2 separate regions of the Mus musculus genome follow, and region 2 is linked to region 1. Evidence: chromatin contacts called from public Hi-C data. All regions are on one chromosome and are shown on one strand. Each heading gives the region's core, a stretch centred on a gene start, on an enhancer-like site or on the middle of the called end of the contact. The rest is flanking DNA. Distances are from core to core; before and after follow the strand shown.

Region 1 (6,321 bases), core at 2,251-4,750:
ATATTGTATTTTATATCAAAAGAGAGACCCGGGTTCCCTGGAGCTGGAAGTAAAGATGGCTGTGAGCAGTCATGTTGGTCCTGGGAACCAAACCTGGGTCCTCTGTAAGAGCAGTCAGTGGTCTTAATTGCTGAGCCACCTGTCCATCCCCCACTTCCCATTATCTGCAAGTTAAGTGTAATTCCTATGCCAGCCCCCAGCCCCCACCAGTGTTACCTGGGCTGGAACCCAGAATTTGAGAGCTTCGTACAGCCCCAGCTCATTTCCTTTCCTTAGATTTATTTATTTATTTATTTATTTAATCTGGGCTACGCCTTTCATCTGGGATTAAAGGTGTGGTGGAACACACCTTTAATCTGGGCTACACCTTCTGCTGGAGACAATATAAGGACATTGGAAGAAGGGAGTCTAGCTCTTGCTCTTGCTTATTTATTTATTTATTTATTTATTTATTTATTTATTTATTTATTTATTTATGGTTTTTCCAGACAGGGTTTCTCTGTGTAGCCCTGGCTGTCCTAGAATTCACTCTGTAGACCAGGCTGCCTCTGCCTCCAGAGTGCTGGGATTAAAGGCATGTGCCACCTCGCCCGGCAGGATTTTTTACTTTATTTATTGTTGTTATTGTTATTGTTGTTGTTGCTATTATTATTATTATTATTTGAGACAGTTACACAAATGATAAAATAGATAAATACTAGAAAAAATAAAAGTAAAAGCAGGTACTTACTGGGTGTGGTAGTTCACATGTTCAATCCCAGCATTTGGGAGGCAGGCGCAGGAGGATCTCTGGAAGTTTGAGGCCAGCCTGGTCCATACAGAGTGCTCTGAGACAGCCAGAGCTGAACAGTGAGACCCTGTTTCAAAAAAGTTAGAAGCAGGAAGTTAATATTTTTTACCTTATGGTCATGAATTCTGCAATACCACATCCAAACACAAGAGGGGGATCAGTTATGCATTTACTTCAGTATCAGATCATTTAACAAGCCGACCAGGTGAGTGAAAGACTCTGACATGGTCAGGCTTTTTTTTATTGTTGTTTTTTTTTTTTTCTCTTTTTCGAGACAGGGTTTCTTTGTGTAGTCCTGACTGTCCTGGAACTCACTCTATAGACCAGCCTAGCATTGAACTCAGAAATCTGCCTGCCTCTGCCTCCCAAGTGCTGGGATAGCAACAAAGGCCAAGAAGTACTTTCCTCTGGAAACACACACACAAACACACACTAACTAGTAGCTAAATAATAGAATAATTAACTTTTTTTTTTTTTTTTTGGCTTTTCGAGACAGGGTTTCTCTGTGTAGTCCTGGCTGTCCTAGAACTCGCTCTGTAGACCAGGCTGGCCTCGAACTCAGAAATCCGCCTGCCTCTGCCTCCCAAGTGCTGGGATTAAAGGTGTGCGCCACCACGCCCGGCTTAAATTTCTTCTTAAGACTCTGCTTGGACAGTAAATGTCATAAAATTCAACAATTGATAATAAGACTTGAGATGGGCATGGTACAGCATGCCTTTGATCTTAGTACTTGACAGGCAGAAGCTTTGTTCAAGTTCAGCCTGGTCTATAGATGCTGTCTTGACAAAGCAGTTAGGAGCACTGACTGTCCTTCCAGAGGTCCTGAGTTCAATTCCCAGCAACCACATGATGGCTCACAATTATTTATAACAGGATCTGATGCCCTCTTCTGGCCTGTAGGTATATATGCAGATAGAGCACTCATACATTAAATAAATATTTCAAAAAGAAAAACCAGAAGGGCTGGGGAAGAGAGAGAGAATCGGATTGTACTCTGAGGTCTTCACAGTGCTCTGTTTTCTGTGGTCTTCAGTGTCATGAGGTCTTTAGAGGCAGCCCACCACTCCCTCTTTCACCTTTAACCACAGCCAGAGAAAGGGAAGAGATTCCTGGAGACTCAACCATGAAGATGGGGTTTAGAGCCGAATTGAAGGGCCACAGACATGGCTCAGTGGGTCAGGTGCTTGCTACAAAGTTCTGAGTTCCATTCATGGGACCCACACTGTGGGACAACAAAAGTGGTTGTAAGTTGTCCTCAGACCTCCACCCACACAGCACACACACCCACACACACACACACACATATAGAAAGTCAAGAGAGGGTGGGTGGCTATGGGGGACTTTTGGTATAGCATTGCAAATGTAAATGAGCGAAATACCTAATAAAAAATGGAAAAAAAAAAAAAAGAAAAAAAAAAAGAAGATAAAAAAAAAAAAAAGAAAGTCAAGAGAAAAGCTCCTACCACTAGCAACAGGCAACAGACAAGTAGAAGACAATAGAAATCATGTGTATACGTCGTTCTAAGCACTATGAGGTAGAGGATAATTGTTATATGCGGGGCCTGTGATGACCTAAGTCCTCTTAAGATGACTGATCTCTAGGCCTCATGTGGTAGAGAGAGCCGGCGTCCCCAAGTTGTCCACTGACTTCCATCTGTATGCTGGGGCATGCATCCACTCCCCACTCCCACATGCTCACATAAGCATACACATAAAATAAAATGTAATAAAAAGTAAGGCACTGTCAGGTATACAGTGTCATTTTTCAAAGGATAGTAGCTTATTTAAAAATGTAATGAACAAAAAAGTTTTATTTTAAATCTTATTTATTTTTTCCTATTTAATTTGTTTATTTTGTTTTGGGGGCAGGGTTTGCTTGCATAGCCTTGGCTCTCCTAGAACTAGCTTTGTAGTTCAGGCTGGCCTCAAACTCACAGAGATCTACCAGCCTCTGCCTTCCTAGTGCTGGGATTGAAGGGGTGTGCCACCACTGTCAGACTTTTTTTTTTTAAAGATTTATTTATTTATTTATTATTTATGTATTTGGTTTTCAAAACAGGGTTTCTCTGCATAGCCCTGGCAAGATTTATTTATCTTATGTATATGAGTACACTACACTGTAGCTGTCTTCAGACACACCAGAAGAGGGTATGGGATCCCATTACAGATGGTTATGAGCCATCATGTGGTTGCTGGAAATTGAACTCAAAAAACTCTGGAAGAGCAGCCAGTTCTCTTAACCACTGGGCCATCACTCCAACCCTAACCTTTAGTTTTTAGAAGATAACTCTGGCCAGGCGTGGTGCAACACGCCTTTAATCCCAACACTTGGGCGGCAAAGGCAGGTGGATTTCTGAGTTCGAGGCCAGCCTGGTCTACAGCATGAGTTCCAGGACAGGCAGGGCTACACAGAGAAACCCTGTCTCGAAAAACCAAAAAAAAAAAAAAAAGAAGAAGAAGGAGGAGGAGGAGAAGAAGAAAACTCTGTAAAGTCCTTTCTTCCACCACATGAGTCGCAAGGCTCAAAGTCTGTTCATCATTTTAGGAGAAAGCGCTTTTACTTGCTCAGCCATCTCAGCTGCCCTTACCTATTAGGGTGGGGGTGGGGCCTGGGGGGACGTTCCCTAGGTGCATTGCCACGGAGTAAAGAAAAACTACATTTCCCATGATGCCCCATACAGGAAGGAAGTGATCTTGGTCACCTCCCGTCATTGCTTATAGACCGGAAGCCGCTGCCTTAGTTCTCTTTCCCGTCTTGCAAGGTAGGAATGGCGGGCGTCTGTGTGGCAGCGGCTTTCGGGACCCCAATCCTCGTCCATCCGAAATTGGGGGACATCCGGGGATCACTACCCAGGGCCGCCTATGGTCGGGATCATTCGCCAGATCTCTCGGGAGCTTCATTTCTGTCAGCGTGGGTTGGCGGGGGGCTAAGAACGAGCGTAGCGCCCGAGATGGTCGCTGGGCCCTGCCGGCTGCCGTAACCTGGGGAGGGTTGGAGGGCCTGTGTTGCGACTTGCGACCCTGCAGTGGGGGTTCCAGAACCTTCTGTTGAGCCTGTCTTGGCCACGTTGGGCTTCGCGACTGAAGGTGGGGAACCGCGTCCCCGGAAGACGACCGGAGAGCACCGCTGTCGGCTACTTTGCGGAGCTGGGGCCATCGTGGTGGCTTCGGGACCTAGGGCGACACCAGAGGGGGAGGTCTCGGGTGTTCCGTGCTGGTGCATGGGTTTGGATTTATGGCAGGCCCGTTCCCCTGGGTCTGTCATAGTGTCCCGTGCTAGAGCAACCCGTGGCCCCGAACCATTGCCTGGCCTCTGCCTGTAGGCTGCTGGCACTGAAGTGGGTCGCACAGAAGAGCCTCGAGATTCTGGGCTTCCTTGCCTGTGTAGACACTAGCAAAGATTGTCTTTGGTTTTCTGATTCACAAAAATGGAAGAATAAGATAAGGAACCACAAAAAAGTTTTTTAGCAAAAAAAAAAAAACAAAAAAACTAATAGTGCTAGATACTTAACCCTGTGTTTGGAAGGAAGAGGCATTGCAAGCATCAGAGGATGGTTTTCATACTAGCTTGTTGACAAATGGTTGATGAAATGCCTTTATTGTTTATATCCCTAGATGGCGGGTGAAAAAGCGCCTGATACAAAGGAGAAGAAACCTGCGGCCAAGAAGGCTGGCAGTGATGCTGCTGCCTCCCGGCCCCGGGCCGCCAAAGTAGCCAAAAAGGTTCACCCTAAGGGTAAAAAGCCCAAGAAGGCGAAGCCCCATTGCAGCCGAAACCCTGTCCTGGTGAGAGGAATTGGCAGGTACTCCCGATCTGCTATGTACTCCAGGAAGGCCTTGTACAAAAGGAAATACTCGGCTGCCAAGACCAAGGTAGGAGAGGGAACGGATGGCCCACTATGATGCCTTATTCCTGCGTTTGAGGTCTGGCAGGATCCTGGATTGATGGGTTTGTCTTTGTAGGTTGAGAAGAAGAAGAAAAAAGAGAAGGTCCTTGCTACTGTCACCAAAACAGTTGGTGGGGACAAGAACGGTGGCACCCGGGTGGTGAAGCTTCGAAAAATGGTGAGATCTAGTTTGGGTTGCTTTCCTTGGGGTTAGGGTTGAGGCTTGTCTGAAAGAGGCTATGTCAGTCAAGTCTAGTTGGGATAAGCTCTCAGGCTGGGGGTGTAGCTCATAGTGGGACCAGCACACTGGGGTTCTGGCTACTCCATTGCTGGCAAGTGGAAGGTGGGTATTTATCAAACTTGTGGTATTGATGTCTAGTTTTCCCTCTTGAAGAAAGTGGGTGTGTGCCTTCTGCCAAGGTAGAAGAGGTATGATGCGCTTTGTACCTTTGCCTCGGGTAGCCTGGTCTGATCTGAAACTCCCTTCTGAGCCACCTTCCCCATATTTGGCTGTGACCTTAACTCCTAAGAAGTGTGTTAGAGTTCCAAGCCCCAAGGAAAGCTTGGGAATGAGTGGAGAGATGCCTCGGGGTAAGGGGACAGTGCTGTTCCCAGCCTCTGCTACAGGCTCTTCCCAGCCACCTGGAACTCCCACTCCCAAGGATAACTCAGTGGCACATGTACTCATGGGCATACCCAGGGACACATGCAAACCGCATTCCTTTAATCCCAGCCCTCGAGGGGCAAAGGCAGGCTGATCTCAATGTTCTAAGCCACCCAGGGCTACAGAGAAACCCTGTCTCAGAAAAGCAAAACAAGCCAAACACTTTTTAAAAAGGTTAGAGTGTCTGTCTCCAGTGTGCCAGAGGTTCCTTTCTGTGTTGTCAGTGGGGCTTGACTCTTGGGGTTTTCAAGGCTGTGTCTCTGAATGCAGCTCTGGTGGGCTGAGCAGATTGCTCAATGGTGTGTGGTGCCGGTGCTCTCTCCAGCCTAGGTATTATCCCACCGAAGATGTTCCTCGGAAGCTGCTGAGCCACGGCAAGAAGCCCTTCAGCCAGCACGTGAGAAGGCTACGCTCCAGCATCACTCCCGGAACTGTCCTGATCATCCTCACTGGGCGCCACAGGGGCAAGGTGAGGAGTGTCCCCAGGGCCTGGCATGGGGGAGCAGCAGATCCTGGTCCTCGCATGCCTGGTGCATCCTGCTTTTTGATGTACCATAAATATTTTCTTGTTCTCTGTAACAAGTTTAACCCCTTAGTAAATGCTGTGTTTTGGTGTGGTTACGAATGCCATAGAGTCTGTTTCTGTCCCACCAGTGCTAGGACAAAAGGCGTGTATCACCTCACCTTTCCTTTTGACAAGGTCTCATGTAGCCCAGTCTAGACTTGAAGTGCCAGATGTATTCATACTTGTACTTTGGTTAATTCTGGGTGAGGTTTAATTGTCATTTCTCTGTTTGACTTCCAGAGAGTGGTTTTCCTGAAGCAGCTGGACAGTGGCTTGCTGCTTGTGACTGGTAAGAAAATCCTTGGTCTTTTATGTTTTGACAGGATGTCACAGCCCAAGATAACCTTGGACTCTTTTCCCTTCTCAGATACTATTACTAATGCTACATGATAAATGGTAGTTAGATTAATGTACA
Region 2 (6,321 bases), core at 2,243-4,742, 140 kb after region 1:
TCCCAAGATGACGTGGTACTTTTTCTACCTCCTCAGGTCTCACGGTTGTCACCCGCTCTCCAGACAGCAGCAATGTAGCTAGTAGTACCGTGGGAACTGCTCTGCCAAAATTTGCCATCCGAGGGATGCTAAAAACCTTCAGCCTTCATGGAGTCGTCCTAGATGTTGATTCAGTAAGTAAATAGCCAGTCAGGGTACTCCAGTCCTGTGTGTGGAAAGTGGCTCCCGTGCCCATACAAAGGGACTATAGGATGGGGCTCCTAACATGCACATGTACATGGTCCTGGGGTTCTGTCCTCAGCTCCACGCCAGCACATGAAAAATGGATTTTGCTTTTAGATTTCTTTTCAAGTTAAAAACAAGGAAACCAGGCTGGAGAGGTGGCTTGGCAGCTAAAAGCACTAACTTTGCTTAGTCATTAGGAACAGAGTCCAAATCCCAGGACCCGTGTCAGATAGCTCACAGATGCCATCACTTCAGCGCTAAGGGATCAGAAATGTCTTCTGGCCTCTGTGAGCACCCAAACCCACACACGTGTGTATAGTCAGTCACGTGGAAAAACACCCAGAAATACACATAAAATAAATCTTAGAAGAGAAGGAAGGAAACCAAGTGGAAGTGCATCTGTGGGGAGGCTAGGTGAGAATGTGTAATGACTATGGGAGTGAGGCTGCACCCAGCTCACATCTCCAGGACAGAGCAGAGCAGCCCATTATCCTCAGGCTGTGCCACGGACAGAAATCAGAAATTAAGGCTTAGGGTCCGGGGATTGTGGAGATAGATGGTAGGAGAGAAAGAGATGATTCTGGGCAGTCATCGTACTGACTCGGCGTCAGTCCCTTCTGTCAGGTGAGCGGTGTTGCCCATCAGTGGTTGTCTCCATTTTACAGAGATCTCTCCTAAGGCTCAGGAGGACTCAAAGGGGCAGGAGTAGCAGGCAGACAGGGACTAACATGAGGGAAGCCAGAGGTTTGAAAGCTGCACCTGAGCTTTATTCCCAGCCCCTATGCTAATAACTTTTAAAAAGCAGAGCATCTGACAGCTGTGTTTTATTGGTGGCAATTAAAAGTAAGCTCATACGTATGCATTCTGGATTCAAATACCAATATAATTTTTACTTAGGGATTATGAAAGATTTACTTAAAATATAAGCAATACAAATTACAAAATAACACAAAGGTTATTTTAACAAAATTTGAGTTTTCAAATTTTTACTTTTAAAATTTTTTCCTGTTTTTCCTGAAGACTTTTTTCTTTTCTTTTTTCTTTTTTTAGAGATTTATTTATTTATTTTATGTATGTGAGTACACTGTAGCTATCTTCAGACACACCAGAAAAGGGCATCAGACCCCATTACAGATGGTTGTGAGCCACTATGTGGTTGCTGGGAATTGAACTCCTGACCTCTAGAAGAGCAGTCAGTGCCCTTATCCACTGAGCCATCTCGCAAGCCCTTCTGAAGACTTTTTTTTTTGTCTTCCCGAGACAGGCTTTCTCTGTGTAGCCCTGGCTGTCCTAGAACTCACTCTGTAGACCAGCATGGCCTCGAACTCAGAAATCCTCCTGCCTCTGCCTCCCAAATTGCTGGGATTAAAGGTATGCATGTGCCACCACCACCCAGCTAAAACTTCTTTTTAAGATAGTTTTTTACATTTTCTATTCTGTGTTAATTTATAATTAAGAATGTATTGGGTAAGAATACTTAACAGGTAGGAGTACTTGCTACTCCTATAGAGGACCTGCCCAAAACTGCAGTAACTCCAGTTCCAGGGAACCTGTCACCACCTTCTGCCTCTGTGGGCATCAACACACATGTAGTATACACACACAGATGCAAGTCAACACTCAAACAAATAAACAAAAAAATCATCTTTAAAAGAAAGAGACATTTGTGGGAAATTATCTCAGTCAGTAAAGTCTTTGCAGCTCCAGCACTGGGACCTGAGTTGAGAGCCAGCAGTGTATCCATGACCCAGGGCTGGGAGGAGGGTCTGAGACAGGGCAATTCCCAGGGCTTGCCAGCCAGCCAGCCACAGCAGCCAAAGGGGGAGCTCGGAGTTCAGTTAAGGGGTTGTCTCAAAAAAGTGAGGTAGAAAGCAACTACCTTAAAAACACCAGCCTCTACACACGTATGTACACATGAGCATATGCTCCCTCACACACCACACATATGCACACACCAAAACACAAAAGAAGTTGTAGTAGTGTACACCAATAATCTCAGTAGTCAGGAGGCAGAGGGAGGGGAATTGAGTGTTCCAGACCAGCCTAAGCTATGCAGCAAGACCCAAAGGAATTGTGCGTGAGGCTCAATAGTAGAGTAGATACCACGTGTCCATGGCCCTGGGTTTGATCTTAACACACACACACACACACATACACACACACACACACACACACAACCCCAACAAATTGAACCTTCAGAGATGACTCAGCAGTTAAGGGCCTGCACTGCTCAAGCAGAGGACCTGAGTTTGCTTACCAGCATCGATGTTTGGCAGCTCAACACCTACTGCAATCGCAGCTCCAAGGGCCCCAACAGCCTCTTCTGACCTCCAAGGTTATCTGCTCTCAGTGTGCATACACACACATACACATAGAGGGGGAAAGAGGGAGAATCTTGAGTTCCAGGCCTGCAAGGGGTACACAATGAGACCATGGCTTACAAACAATACTTTGGTGGTAGGGAGATTAAATAAATATGTGTACTGTAAATTCTCTTTGGGCTCATTAATTTTGTTTATAAAATAGCAACTAGATACAAAGTATAACATAATATCTGGAGATTTAATATCTATATATCTTTGCATGAGCTTGAAAAACGAAATCAGGTCTCAGGACAGCAGGTTGAATGCACACTTCTTCCTGCAGGTGAATGAATTGGTGCAGGTGGAGACATACCTGCGGAGTGAAGGGGTGTTGGTGCGGTACTGGTACCCCATTGATATGCTAGAAAGGCCCCCTGCAGGCTACCGGAGGACTGCCACCAATGGCCTGGTCACACTGGACAATACCAACCTTCAAATTCACAGGTAAGATGGAGCCTTTCTTTCTTTGAGGGAATAGATGCACAACTAGAAGACTTTTCCTTCAAAGCTAAGAGTTGGCAGGAGAGACATGGCTTGTGTCCCATGCACTCTGTTGTATACTTGGGACGGAGCCCACTAGAGAGAGAAAGCCAGGAAGAAGAAAGAAGTCAGGAGGGACCAGATGACACATCCAGTTCAGCCATGGGGGAAAACAACCAGCTGTCTCTTTCTTGGTGACCAAGTGTAGCCTCAACACTGGCTGTGTATATGGTACCATACACGATTCTGGATGGGACAGGGCTGCAGTGGAGACATGCCTGCCCTCTACAGATAAAAACTTAGTGATGACAGTCACCATTCCCTGCCACACACTACTAAATAATGCCCCTAAGACTCAACAGACAGAGGCAGGAGAATCTTTGTGAGTTGGAGGCCAACCAAGGGTTGTGTTTATTAAAAGTGAATCATACATAAAAATTCCTGCATGACTCGTTCCTTCCCTCCTGGAAATCCCTGCTGTAGTTGAGAAGAAGGCAGAGAAACAAGTGCATTCTCTGCTAAAGGTCTCTGCAGATCACTTTCACGCTCCCTGTCCCTTAGCGTCACAGTTCCTCCTCTCCACACCCGAGTGTGCCTATAGCTCAAGGGTCACTCGAATTTGACACATCGAACCCTAACTAAAATGCAGTCAAGGACAGCACACTAATTTCTCTCCAGAGCATCAGTGTGGAACTGAGCCTAGTATGTCTCTAGCTCCCCCTCCCCTCTCCTAAGAGTATATAATCCTGGCTGGCTTCAAACCCTCATAGCCAAGCCTCTTGTCACTGTCACTGTCCCCAAGTGCTAAGATTACCACAGCAAGCCACCATGCCCAGCTTGGCTCTGTCTGGCAGTTCCACTGGAATAGTACATTATTCTGTGGAGTTGTCTGAAGCTGGGTCATCAGATCCAAACAGGCCTCGGCCAGGTGTAGTGAAGCACTTAATCCCAGCACTCAGGAGGAAGAGGCAGGCAAATCTCTGTGAGTTCCAGGCTAGTCTAGTCTACAGAGGGAATTCCAGGACAACCATACTGATAACCTATCTCAAAAACAAAACAAAACAAAAAAACAGAAATCAACAACAAAAAACAGAAAACAAAAACCAGGCCACAGTGGAAAACACTTAAGCAGACCACAGGACAGGAAGGAAGACCAGCATGCACAGTACTGGCACATCCACAGGGTCAAGTGACAGTGCGGGTGTGTGTGCACACCAAATCAGAGCCAGTACCTTGGAGACAGCATGAGGTAGAGCTCTGAGCTCCCCTGCTGGACCAAGGCTGTGTGAGGCTGAGGAAGGGTTCAGATAACCCAAATGTGGCCTGAGGTGTAAGATAGATCTCATCCAAAACCTTCCTTCTCTGGTCCTCTCAGTCTGCAGGCTCCACATGAGCCATCTCTTCCTCGGCTGTGAACTGTGACCTCTCAGCCCTCCACATCCTTCTAGACCAGAGGTTCTCAATTTTGGGGTCATGACCCCTTTGTGGGTTGAATGACTTTAACAGGGGCTGCGTATCAGATATCCTGCGTATGAGATATTTACATTACAAGTCATAACAGGAGCAGCATTACGGTTATGAAGTAGCAACAAAATGATTTATTGGTTGGGATCACCTCAGCGTGAGGAGCTGCATTAAAGGAGCAGCATCAGGAAGGTGGAGAACCACCACTGCGGAGGCAGCAGATGCTCTCGAGCACTTTGAAAGGGTGGGGTCAGGGCTGAGTCAAAGCTTGCTCCTCTAGTCAGAGCTTCCTGTGGCCTCTCAAATTACAGGCTTAAGACCTGTCTGTGCCTCACTCTCAGCACCCTGTGAGCCTCTGAGGCTGCTTCCCTCCTTGGCTCTTCCTGTTCTCTGCGCACTGGCCTCACTTCTGCGTCGGGGATCTGTGTGCTTCTCTCACGCTGTTACCTTGCTTTATCAGTCAGTCGTGTGGAGCTGTCGCTCTATATGGCTCTTATAAACACTGTTGCTAGGAATTTATGCTAAACTTTTGTGCAGATGGATATTTTCATTTCTTTTTCTAGGGTGTTTTTTAAATTGGGGTGGAAAAAAATAACCTAGAGAAAACTATTGTGGCTTTTATTTAAAACTCAATTGAGTTACTTGAAACACAGATTATAGGGCCAGAAGAGAAGCCTGCGATGTAGTGACATCATCCTCCCTGTTGTTGATCCCACCCGCCCCAAGAGCTCTGCTCAGGTGTGAGGGCCAGACACACTCAGGATGTCGCCTTTTTCCTTTCTCTCAGAGAGCTGCTGCGATGTGAGGCTGCACTGGCCCGACTGTACTGTCGCATGGCCCTGCTTAACATCTTTGCCCCCAAGCTACCTCATCTATTCACTCGGCTCTTCCACATCCCTGCCATCCGAGACATCACGTTAGAGCACCTGCAGCTCCTGTCCAATCAGCTCCTTGCTCCTCCCCTCCCAGGTAAGACACTGCTCAAGGATAAGAGCGCCAAGGTTGAGCATTATCACACAGAATGCATCCTCAGCATACCTTAGTAGAGCCCAGGCTGTCCCAGAGCAGCTGGATAGTCCGTCCCACATCGGTCTCTAAGAAACTTAGCAGGGAAGATGGCTACAAGGGTAGAACCCTAAGTTCTAGTCACCAGCTCCCACATAAGAAGCTGGGCACCGTGGTGTGCGTCTGTCACGTCAGTGTGAGGGAGACCGAGATAAGTGGGCGCCTGCGGCTCACTGACTAGCCATGTTAGTCCAGTCCAGTGAGGGACCCTGTCTCAAAAAAATTACGATGAAGAGCTACTAAAGAAGATACCCAACACCAGCCTCTGGCTTCCACAGCCATGCACACACGTGCATACATGAACATGTTGTGCATACATATTTGAAGCACTGTGTTACTGCTAGAAAGAAAGCACAGGTTTCAAGGCCAGTGCCTGCGACTCCCTCCCGGTACCCTGATGGCCCAGGCCGCTCTGTCTCCCATTTCTTTCTTGGGGATCCCTCCCTCAGTGACTGGCTGCTGCGGTTGTACTATTGTCCCTTCCCTTTCCTGTCCACAGATGGCACCATCAGCTCCAGCTCCATCCTCCTGGCACAGTCTCTGCAGCACTGCATCCACTCCCAGAGCTGCTCTGCCACCGACCTCTTCTACCAGGGCAGCTCGCAGACACTGAGGGAGTGGCTCAGCGTGGCCATCACCCGCACCCTGCACCAAGGCGAGGACAGCCTCCTGGAGCTGACAAAGCAGATCTGCGCCTTCCTGCAGGTACAGGCCTGAGCTCACG

What was found. A called contact is a pair of places that touch in the nucleus more often than the background predicts.
Region 2: a Hi-C map of bone marrow-derived macrophages shows a contact between it and region 1, with 32 read pairs. The contact joins the enhancer-like site here to the promoter of Rpl6 in region 1. A contact is called at or near these places in 4 of 39 promoter capture datasets (embryonic stem cells, hippocampal neurons and neural stem cells), 10 of 484 Hi-C or Micro-C datasets (adipose-derived mesenchymal stem cells, bone marrow-derived dendritic cells, bone marrow-derived macrophages and 3 more), 17 of 115 datasets of contacts at active chromatin or transcription factors (the 230-238 cell line, the SCID.adh cell line, acute myeloid leukemia and 9 more) and 3 of 9 other capture datasets (adipose tissue, liver and pancreatic islet).

The regions. Positions count from the first base shown.
Region 1 is chr5:121,201,001-121,207,321 of GRCm38.p6, forward strand. It overlaps Rpl6 (ribosomal protein L6), which reads left to right and starts at 3,501. Exons shown (of 7, transcript NM_011290.5): 1 at 3,501-3,552; 2 at 4,406-4,663; 3 at 4,754-4,855; 4 at 5,667-5,810; 5 at 6,147-6,195. The coding sequence starts at 4,406. LOC115490270 (a small nucleolar RNA gene) reads left to right here and starts at 4,010; the gene lies at 4,010-4,143.
Region 2 is chr5:121,336,554-121,342,874 of GRCm38.p6, forward strand. Hectd4 (HECT domain E3 ubiquitin protein ligase 4) reads left to right here. Exons shown (of 76, transcript NM_181421.4): 54 at 37-173; 55 at 2,872-3,032; 56 at 5,320-5,501; 57 at 6,097-6,302. Among named protein-coding and RNA genes, the nearest start is that of Gm24671, 17 kb to the right of the region's middle. Within about 2 kb of position 3,493, at least 103 of the 459 cell types and tissues checked have an H3K27ac peak or open chromatin away from gene starts, as enhancers often do. A contact at or near this core is called in acute myeloid leukemia, bone marrow-derived macrophages and effector CD8 T cells, where this site is marked.